Linked DNA regions of Neogale vison: region 1 is linked to region 2. The links are chromatin contacts, called in public Hi-C maps. All regions are on one chromosome and are shown on one strand. Each heading gives the region's core, a stretch centred on a gene start, on an enhancer-like site or on the middle of the called end of the contact. The rest is flanking DNA. Distances are from core to core; before and after follow the strand shown. Region 1 holds the start of TMEM161A (transmembrane protein 161A). Region 2 holds the start of MAU2 (MAU2 chromatid cohesion factor homolog).

The links. A called contact is a pair of places that touch in the nucleus more often than the background predicts.
Region 1: a contact with region 2 is called in a Hi-C map of muscle, with 4 times the contacts expected there. The contact joins the promoter of TMEM161A here to the promoter of MAU2 in region 2. A contact is called at or near these places in 2 of 3 Hi-C or Micro-C datasets (fibroblasts and muscle).

Annotation. Positions count from the first base shown.
Region 1 is chr6:209,842,099-209,847,006 of ASM_NN_V1, reverse strand. It overlaps TMEM161A (transmembrane protein 161A), which reads right to left and starts at 1,940. Exons shown (of 11, transcript XM_044253801.1): 1 at 1,910-1,940. The coding sequence starts at 1,912.
Region 2 is chr6:209,711,395-209,716,405 of ASM_NN_V1, reverse strand. MAU2 (MAU2 chromatid cohesion factor homolog) reads left to right here and starts at 1,843. Exons shown (of 19, transcript XM_044253786.1): 1 at 1,843-2,134. The coding sequence starts at 1,859. SUGP1 (SURP and G-patch domain-containing protein 1) reads right to left here and starts at 1,513. Exons shown (of 14, transcript XM_044253787.1): 1 at 1,466-1,513. The coding sequence starts at 1,499.

The sequences.
Region 1 (4,908 bases), core at 691-3,190, 130 kb before region 2:
CTAATGGGATGGGTATCAGGCCAACACAGTAATTCAGAACCACTGCTGAGAAATCCATCATTAAGATAACTAACAGGATATTTTCTCTATGCCTATAACTTGTAAACCAGAAACATTCTCTCAGTAATGAGGTCAGGGCCCCAACTTTCTGGTCATTAAATCTCACTGCCCACTCTCCCTAACTCCCAAGTGCTGGCTGGCTAGGGGTCACTAAAGACCGTGGGGACAAGCACAGTCAGGGAGCCCCAAGATCAGTGAAGCGGGCCTCTCGGAGGGCCGCGGCTCCGCCTACGATCCTCTCCAGTCCTTTCCCGTGCCACCCCCAGCCTCCCATCCCCGACTCTGCAGACATCAGATCCTGGGGCTCCCCTAATGATTTTCCTCTTCCCTCTGTGGCCTCCACCCTGTGACTCAATCTCCTGCTAGGTTTTTAACCACCTACGGCCCTGCACGACCCCAACACAGCGGCACCTCTAGCCTGCACCTCTATGCGTAGCGCGCAGACCATCTAGGTCTCTAAAGGCCCCAGTACCCGCCCCTAACTCCCCGCGGACACAGCACTCGGCCCTTTCCGGCGAGTGGTGAGGTCAGTCAACATCCAAATCCTTTTTGCAGCCTGCAACTCTTGGCGGGCCCAACTCAAGACACCCTGCCTCTCACTGGCCGGCTTTCTCCGTAGCCCTCTCTGCGTCAATTCACTGGGGTCTCAGAGGCCCTCCCAGACCCCTGGCCTCTCCACTGCAGATACCTATCACGCTCTGACACCTCCCAGGGAGGAGACCATTGTTCAAGCTTCCGTCCCAGCACCTGGGACAGGCAGGAGGGAGAGAAGACTTAGGAGAAGCAGGGAGGAAGGGAAGAAGGGAAGGAAGACAAGCTTCCCTTCACCTGAAGCTCCTGAGGTCTGTCCAGGGATATATTTCAAGCCCCGCCCCCCAGCAGCCTCAGGTCTTGTCCCGCCTCTGCAGATTTCCAAAGATACCTGGAGCCTCCCATCAGCTCACGTCCCTTTCCTGCTCAGTCTTTCCCTGGACCTACAATCTGAGAATAGGAGACTCCTGCTACCTGCTAACACCAATAAGGCTTTCCTCCATCCTGTTCTCGAGAACCCTTCCGATTATCTCCCATTCCTTCCCGCACCCAGGCCTGGAACCATGTCCACTTTTCAGGTTCAAGCGCACTTCCAACGCCCCTCCTTGGGGAATCCTCCACGCAGGGTCCGGTCGTCCTCAGGGGCCCCTCCTCTGCCCAGGTCGAACATTTAGGGTTTGGGAGTTCCCGCTCTCGCCCCGCATCAGCCCGACCCACCCACAGTGGCCAGGCTAAGTCTGAAGAATAAACTCAATAGGTTGGACCCAGGACTGCGTGAGACCTGAAGCTTCCGACTGTGCTGTCTCCGATTCTGGGACCCTCGCCCGCCCCAAAGCCACCCAGATCCCCTTGGCTTGGCTTCTCCTCTCAGGGCTCTCCCTGGCCCTTCCACACACCTAAATCCACGCAGCTGCCCTCATGCTTCCGCAGGACCCATGTCGCCAGCCTGGGCTCCAACGGGACCCCCAAATTCCCCAGCGAGGATCTGTGCGTTCCCCAGTCCCCTTCGCGGGGTTGTGATCCCTCGGCAGGACCTCAGGCCCCTAGAGGGCCCTCAGAGATCTTGCAAAATTCCCGAACGCTTGGAAGCCTCCAATTCTTTAGGCAGAATCCCCAACCCCCACATAGGTCCTGCAGGGAGACTGAACCCAGAGAGGGGCACATGGCCCTCAGCGCGACCCAGAGTCCCTCAGAGTTCCCAATCCCCACAAAGGGATCCCAGTCCCCTCGGTGTTTCCCTGGACCCCCTCAGCTGGATCTCCTGCCCCTCAGTCAAGCCCCCCACCCACCCACACCATGCCGCTGGCTGCCGGCTCACCATGTCGCCGGCGGGAGCGCGGTCCGCTGACCTGAAGCTCCGGGCGGCTCTCGGGAATCCAGCCAATCAGAGCCCGACCTTTCTGACAAACAGCCCGTAGGACCAATTGTCAGGCTGTAGCTGGAGCAAACCACGAGGGACACGAGGTCGCTCGCGTTGCATGCTGGAAATTGTAGTTCGAAGACCCAGGGCAAGATCAGGCACCCGTGGAGTCAGGACTCTCTGGTACCCTGTGTGGCTGCCCTCTCTTGAGATTTAGTCTCCGAGCCTCTGCACCCACCTCGCAGGTCTGAGACAAATTCACTCTCCCGCTGGAGAGTTCTGAGTGTGGAACTGTGTGAACTCCCCTGATCAAGAGCATTTGCTGGCTCCCACTGACTGGACTCCCAAGTGCTCATAGTCTCATAGTAAAGTCTCTGCCTGATTTCAGTCGGCCGCCAGCATATTGTATACACTAGAATACAGCTTGCCACTGGCCATGCTATCTGCAAATGCTATCTTTCATCTTAGAATACCTCCTTTCTCAATCTTTCTCATTTAGCAAAGCCTTATTCATTTCTATAAGTCAGGACTCTGAATGAACACACACACACACACGCACACACACACACACACACCCCAACTCAAATGGGCTCCAGCAAAAAAAGGGAAAATTTTGTGACAAAGAACTCTAAAAGCATAGTGAGCTTCAGGCATGGCTAGATCAAGGACAAAAAAAAAGTCAGTCTCTAGAATCCAATATATTGTGTTTTGAGGCTTGGAGGAAAGGGCTTCTAGCATAGGTACTTAAGTTTTTATGGATAAGTGTGTCTACTTGAGTGTGGACATATATGTGGGTATGATGAGATGTCTGAGCTGTTTTTCTTTTTTTAACTTTTTAAAAGTTTTTTTTAAAAGATTTTATTTGACAAAGATAGAGAGATCACAAGTAGGTAGAGCAGCAGGCAGAGAGAGAGGGGGAAGCACGCTCGCCACTGAGCAGCAAGACCAATGCAGGGCTTGATCCCAGGACCCTGAGATCATGACCTGAGTCGAAGGCAGAGGCTTAACCCATTGAGCCACCCAGATGCCCCTCCTTTATTTTATTTTATTTTATTTTATTTTTTTTGAGAGAGAGAGGGAGAGCAAGTGAGAGAGAGAGCTTGAACTGGGGGGAGGGGCAGAGGGAGAGAAACAAGCAGACTCCCCGCTGAGCAGGGAGCCCAATGTGGGGGCTCAACCCCAGGATCCTAGGATCATGACCTGAGCCAAAGGCAGTCACTTAACTGAGTCACCCAGGCACCCTAGATGTCTGAGGATTTTTATGGGGCCTGTGAGAGGGGCCTATATAGTTGATTGCCTTGTCTCTGTGGGTGTTATTGGTTTTTTAGATTTTTTTTTTTTTGACAGGCAGAGATCACAAGTAGGCAGAGGGAGAGTGGGAAGCAGGCTCCCCGTTGAGCAGAGAGCCTGATGCTGGGCTCAATCCCAGGACCCTGGGATCATGACCTGAGCTGAAAGCAGAGGCTTTAACCCACTGAGCCACCCAAGCGCCCCTCTGTGGGCGTTTTTGTCTTTGTTTATGAGCACATGTGGATGTCTGTTTGCAGGGGATTCACTGTAGTTTTGGTCCTGTGAACTCAGAGAGTGTCCTATGGAGAGAAGATGGGTGATAGCTTTGGTGAGGGGCACTGGGATTTCCCTGGACCAACACGGTTCTGTGAGCCAATCTATGAATCCACGAGGGATTCAAGGAAGCTGGGATTTCGGAAGGGTGTCAGAGAAGGGGACCAAGAAAGAAAGGAGGGACATTTGCTGCAGGTCCTCCGAATACCAGGCTGGGAGGGGTTGCTGACACTTGTGCTCCTTCCAGTAGGTTGAAGTGGCAGGACGATTGTCTCCATTTCATTGACGAAGACACTGAGGCTCTGGGAGGCCCGAATCTCTACATGACACCTTGACCTCTCCTCCTGGACCCAGGGCTTACGAGTTTAGGTGTCCCAGAGGCGCCCATGTGGTGAACCACGGGAAATTCACACAGGCCGTCCTGATCTTCCCTCCAGCAGCTCCCCATCCTCCACAAGCTCTGGAGTTGACCTTGACTCCTCTCTCACCCATACGTGATCTGTCAGACCCTCCTGATGATGGTTCCACCTTCCAAGCGTAGCCAGTCTCACCAGCCCCATGACCTCCACCCAATCAACTTATCCCCACCGCAGTCCCCAGCTCCCCGATCTCTGGCTTCCACCCCCACACCTCACCTCACCACCCCCCACAGTCTATTTTTCCCAGAACAGCTTGAGGACACCTCTTAACACTTAAGCCAGACAATGTCCCTCCTTTGTTCTAAAATGGACACTCCTTACTCTCTACTCTACATTGGACGTGCATGTTATCTGTTCCACACTGGACACTCCTTGTTCTCTGTTCTCCACTGGGTGAATACACATTCCCTGTCCTGCACTGGGTACTCCATGTTCCCTGATCCCTCACTAGACACTACCTATGTCTGTCTGTATTAACCTCCCAGCTTCCCTGACTACACTGAAGTCCACACTCTCATTCCACCATCTCTGTGTATGATGCTCTGGAAAATGCATCTCTCAGGTTTCCGATTCCCGTGACTGCATTTGTGCCACAATTCCCATGATGCTTTCAGCCAGTGACTGAGCTCCTGGGAGACTCAGGTTCCCTCTGATGGTGACAATGGCTCCAACTGACATCACCATGGTGTCCTTAGAAAGGCTGGCAGAGGACACTTTCACACAACCCTCACTGTTCCCCACCCTTCTCGGGAAGAGCCAGCAGGTACAGAGCTGGAGTCTGGAAAAAGGTGTTTTCAGAAGCCAGGAGCCTGCTGCTCACTGACCTCTTGTTACCCAGGAGACCCCAAGCTGTACAGTATAATTATACATGTGCAGGCAATATGTGACACAGTCCTTTCTGAGTCCCCAGGCTCAGACCCTGAAAACATGTGGTGAAGCCCCTGGAAGGCAAGAAGGATTTTATCTTTTAATTAC
Region 2 (5,011 bases), core at 594-3,093:
TAAGTTGAAACCAGAAAGATAAAGGGCCAGCCTCCTGAAAAGCCACCTGGGGAGCTATCTGGGCAGAATAAGCAGTTGCAAAAACCTAAAGCATGAGGTGCTAGGTGGCCCAATAGTCAAGCGGCGGCCTTCAGCTCAGGTCATGATCCCAGGGTCCTGGAATCGAACTCCGCATCAGGCTCCCCACTCAGCAGGAAGCCTGCTTCTCCCTCTCCCACTCCCCCTGCTTCTGTTACATCTCTCTCTGTGTCTCTCTCTGTCAAATAAATTTTAAAAATCTTAAAAAAACACACACAAAAAAACCTAAGGCAAAAAGAAGCCTGGTATATGCAAGGACCAGCAAGGGCCCTCTGTGGCCAGAGCAGACTGTTTAAGGAATGGAAGTGGGGGGTGCAAGATGGAGGAGTCTAGGTTTTACTTTAAGGGCTCTATGGAGGAACAGAGAAGTATTAAGCTGACAAACAGTATTTTAAAGATAATTCTGGATACTAATTGTAGAGTGCATGGTGGCAGCAAGAAGACCAACAAGGAGGCTTGGATGGTGTCTTGGAGGATGATGGGGTCTTCAGATGAAGGTGGGAAGTGTAAAGATGGAGAAGACACCTCAAGGGTTCCTCATGGGACTCAGACTAAAATCCAAATTCTGAAAGTTGATTTTCAGGGCTCTGTCAGAAAAGACTCCCCTCTTCAGCTCTGCCCTCCAGGCCTTCCCATAGCTGCCATCTTCTCATCTCAAATGCCTTCTGCCTAAAAGGCCTTCCTTCACCACCCAATATCAGCAGCCTCCACCACCATTCTCTCACATCATTATAACCTGTGTCTTTGTAAATACTTCCTCTGGGTGCATTGTCTGACGGCCCAGTAGAAAATAACCTTCAGGAAAGTAGAACCCTTTTGGATTACCACTGCATCCCCAGCGCCTAGCATAGTGCCTAGCACAGTATTTGCTGAATGAATGCATCCCAGTCTTGGTGGGGGGGGGGGGATAGGGCTTGTAGAGAGGGAAGGGAAAGACTCGTGGTAAAGTAGGAGGCTCAAAAGACCGAGAAAGTGTGTAGAGACGGTGCTAGAGCAGTTCCAAAAAGCAGCTTTTTAGCAAAGTGGACACAGGCCAGACCACGGTTGTTACGAACAGAGGGGCGCAGGACAGCCCAAGGTTGCTGCTGTTTCGGGGAACAGAGCTCTGAACAGTCCTGAAGGCGATTATTCGGGAAAGGGAGAGCAGAACCGACCCAGGGGCGGCCTTTATGGAACACCAGGAGCACACAGCAAACCCGACGGTGAGGGCAGCAACTGGGTCTGGGGTCTCGGGAGACGGGGAAGATGCAGAAGCCTCCGCTTTCGGACGCCCTAGGGACTGAGGCGAGGAGCCCGTGGGTCCGGGCAGACCCGATGGGAAGACAAAACCGCGACGCTTAGCCCCGCTGACCCAGGCGGGCGCTTCAAGGGAGGCGGGGGCTGTTACCTGCAACATCCCGGTTGTCCATCTTGAGACTCATACAATCCCACAATGCTCCGGTTCCACTTGAAAAGGCTTGTTATAGTGCGCATGGCCTGATGGGAAATGTAGTCCGTGTCCCTCAAGCACGTCCGGCCACTGAGTTGATACCTGGGGTCCTTCCCCAAGAAAAACAAACCCCAGCCTATTTGCAATGTTTGTTCTCAGTGCCGTGGACCACAGGGCACCGACTTTTCGCACACTTCCCCGGAGCCGCGGCCACTCCAAAGACGAACTACATGTTCCAGAATGCTTTATTAGGCAGCTATCGCGAGAGACGTGAGAAGGGTTTCCCCGGCCCCGCCCCGCGCGCCTGCTTCCGCCTCCCTGTGGCGGCGGCTTGTTGTTGTGGAGGCCAAAATGGCGGCTCAAGCGGCGGCGGCGGCCCAGGCGGCGGCGGCCCAGGCAGCGCAGGCGGAGGCGGCCGAGTCGTGGTACCTGGCGCTTCTGGGCTTCGCCGAGCACTTCCGAACTTCCAGTCCTCCCAAGATCCGCTTGTGTGTGCACTGCCTGCAGGCCGTGTTCCCCTTCAAGCCCCCGCAGCGCATCGAGGCCCGCACGCACTTGCAGCTCGGTTCCGTGCTCTACCACCACACCAAGAACAGCGAGCAGGCGCGCAGCCACCTGGAGAAGGCGGTGAGCGCAGACCCGGCCGCGAGGGAGGAGGCGCGGGCTCTTTTCGGGGCCTGGCCTGACGCACTGCGACCCCAGCGGGCAGGGGCCGCCTGGCCTCTCTTCGGGGACCTGGGGCGCGACTTCGGCATAGGCAGCAGGACCCCGAAACCGCCAGCCTCTCAGAGACCCCAAGGGCCTCTCTCTGTACCTTACTTAATGTCTTTGGTGACAGGCAGGGTCCCAGGACCCCGCTCAGGGTACTCGAGAGTTGTCTCTTATCAGGAGCAACAAGGTCCCCAGATTCTTCAGGATTTCAGGAGCATATCATCTGTTGGCGCCTTAGGGAAGGCCACCAGATCGGCCAGTGGGATCTGCAGCTTCCAGCTCCTCAGGGCTCAGCCCCTGGAGCTTCAGCCTGAACGCTCCCTCCTGACGTGACTCAGGATAGGAGAGGGTCATGGTGACAGTACAAGCATCCCTTGAGAATCTGAAGTTTGGGCTCTCAGGAAATCTAAGAAGGGCTTCTCTCCCTGGACCTGGAAGTCTGTTAAGTGTCTGGAGGGTATTGTGCCCCAATCACTGATGCAGGGTGTCACAGGTGTCAGACTGAGGCTTAGAGAGAAGAGGTTAAAATTCTCTAAGGCAGGACTGACGGGGGCCTAGGTTCCAGGACCACTTGGTTCGGTGGGGTGGAATGGGGGGTGATCTCCAAGCCCCTGCTGTCTCTGTATCCCTGGTGACTTCTCCTCCTCCAATCATTCATTCCTCTCTCCCCTTCAGAAGAGAGACCCCATCTCCCCCAACTTGACTTGTGGGATCTTGGTGCTTAAAAGGATGTGGGAAAGTGGCTATCATTGTGACCCTTCTGCCCTTGGTGTTGTTTCTTGTCACAGCAACATTGTGCTCCCATCAGACCAGGCCCCCATTTGCCATTTATCCAGCTTTATTTGACTTAACTGATTTCTTAAAAAGAATCAACTTAAGTTTTTGAAATGTATTGATCTGAGGTAAATCCCAGCCCACCGTGGCCAATAGTGAGTTGCCTTTGGGAGGATATCAAATGTTTGTTTTGCAGAATGTAGAGTTGGAAGGGGTCTTTAGTCCTTGCTTGATCACCTTCCTTGTTTTAGGAGTGAGGCAGTAGGGGTCCTGAGAGATGAAGTGATTTGCCTAAAGCTACACATCAAGTTATTAACAAAAGTGGCTCAAACCTAGGCTCAGGATCTCCAGCTTCAATGCCTAGACAATAAGTCATTATTGTTTTTATGAATTTTTTAATCCCTTTTATTCATTCAGCAGATATTTATTCAGCTCATACCAGGTGCTAAGCTCTATTCTAGGTGCTGTAGATCAGTGATGACTAAAATAGTCCCTGTTAATGTGAGCTTAGGTTTTCATGTGAAAGAGACAAATACTAAATATGTAGTAAAAGGGAAGGCCATGATAGAAGAATCATGGAAAATATGGTCCAGGGTGAAAAGATGGTGCTTTTTTTTGGCAAAGGTAGTGAAATCTATTTGTAAGAGTGACACTTGAGCAGGCCTGAATGGGATGGAGAAAGCAAACCTGGAAAATGACGCAAGGTGTCAGGTCGATCCCAAGGAATGCCTGAGCTGTGACCAGTTGGTGTACAGTCTCTCCTAGGCAGTGATGAGGGAGAGATCAGATGAAGCTCCAGACTCTGCTGGGTGTGGGCATGCTGGAGGCTGACTGCTCTGGCCTGGTAGCCCTGTGCTTTCAGTGAAGAGTGGTTCTGAATCTCTCCCTTCTCTGGCTTCACAATATATCCTTTCCTCCCCTCCCTCGTCTTGAGGGTCATTCAGTCTTTTTCTAGCAGTGGTTCCTATTTGCTGTGTATATTGTCCCATTTTGCCCACCCAGTGCTGTAGAGTTCGGAAGCAGCCATGCCTCAGATTGCTTCTTTGTAGCCACTGGGCTTTTGGACCCCATAATTTAATCTCTTATGTTTGTGAAATGTCTTCCCTTGATTTTACCGAACCTTGAATCTTGTGGGGTTTCCCACAGAGCCACAAGGTCCCCTCTGTGCTCACACTAATGTTATACTTGGAAATCCCTTCCTTTCTGTCAGTTGCATCCGCAGCTAGGAATTTGTCCAGATTTCAGTTAAAGTGCTGTTCTCAGTGCTGTTTTTCTTCTGCAGTTGTATGTAATCTTCCATTGTGTTGCAACACAAGTATGTTTCTTGAATCTTCCTTCTTTGTTAGTCTTTTGATTTTCGCCCAATCAGGCTGCTTTCAACTTTTATTGGTTCCTTTCCCACACTCACTCAACAAAAAAATTGTTAATATTTTCTACTTTTAGAAGTGTTTTGTTTCTAGTCCTGAAGAGCAAATGGCCAAAAGCGTTCCAATTTCTTTTTAGGGAGCCAAACTAAAGTATCAAAAAGCATTTTTTTTTCTTTGAAATAAACTCTACCTCCAACATGGGACGCTAATCTCATGATGTGAAATCAATAGTTGCATGTTCTACTTTTTTTTTTTTTTTTTTTTTTTTTACGTAAATGATTCTTAAGTGTTTTGTGACTATTTTCTTTTTTTTTTTTTTACGTAAATGATTCTTAAGTGTTTTGTGACTATTTTCTCCTGGATCATTCCTTGTGCTGTTCTTTTCTGAACTAATTTTCTGTAACTTATGAGTGTTCTAGGTAAAACTTTTAATGGGTCTCTGAACTTAGTATCACATTTGGCTTCCCTGTTATTTTCATGTCTTTTTTGTTTTTCTCTCTGGAGAAATCCCCAGCCTCCTTAGTAAGCACTTTTTTTTTGTTTTTTAAGATTTTTATTTATTTATTTGACACACAGAGAGAAATCACAGGTAGGTAGAGAGGCAGGCAGAGAGAGAGGGGGAAGTAGGCTCCCCGCTGAGCAGAGAGCCTGA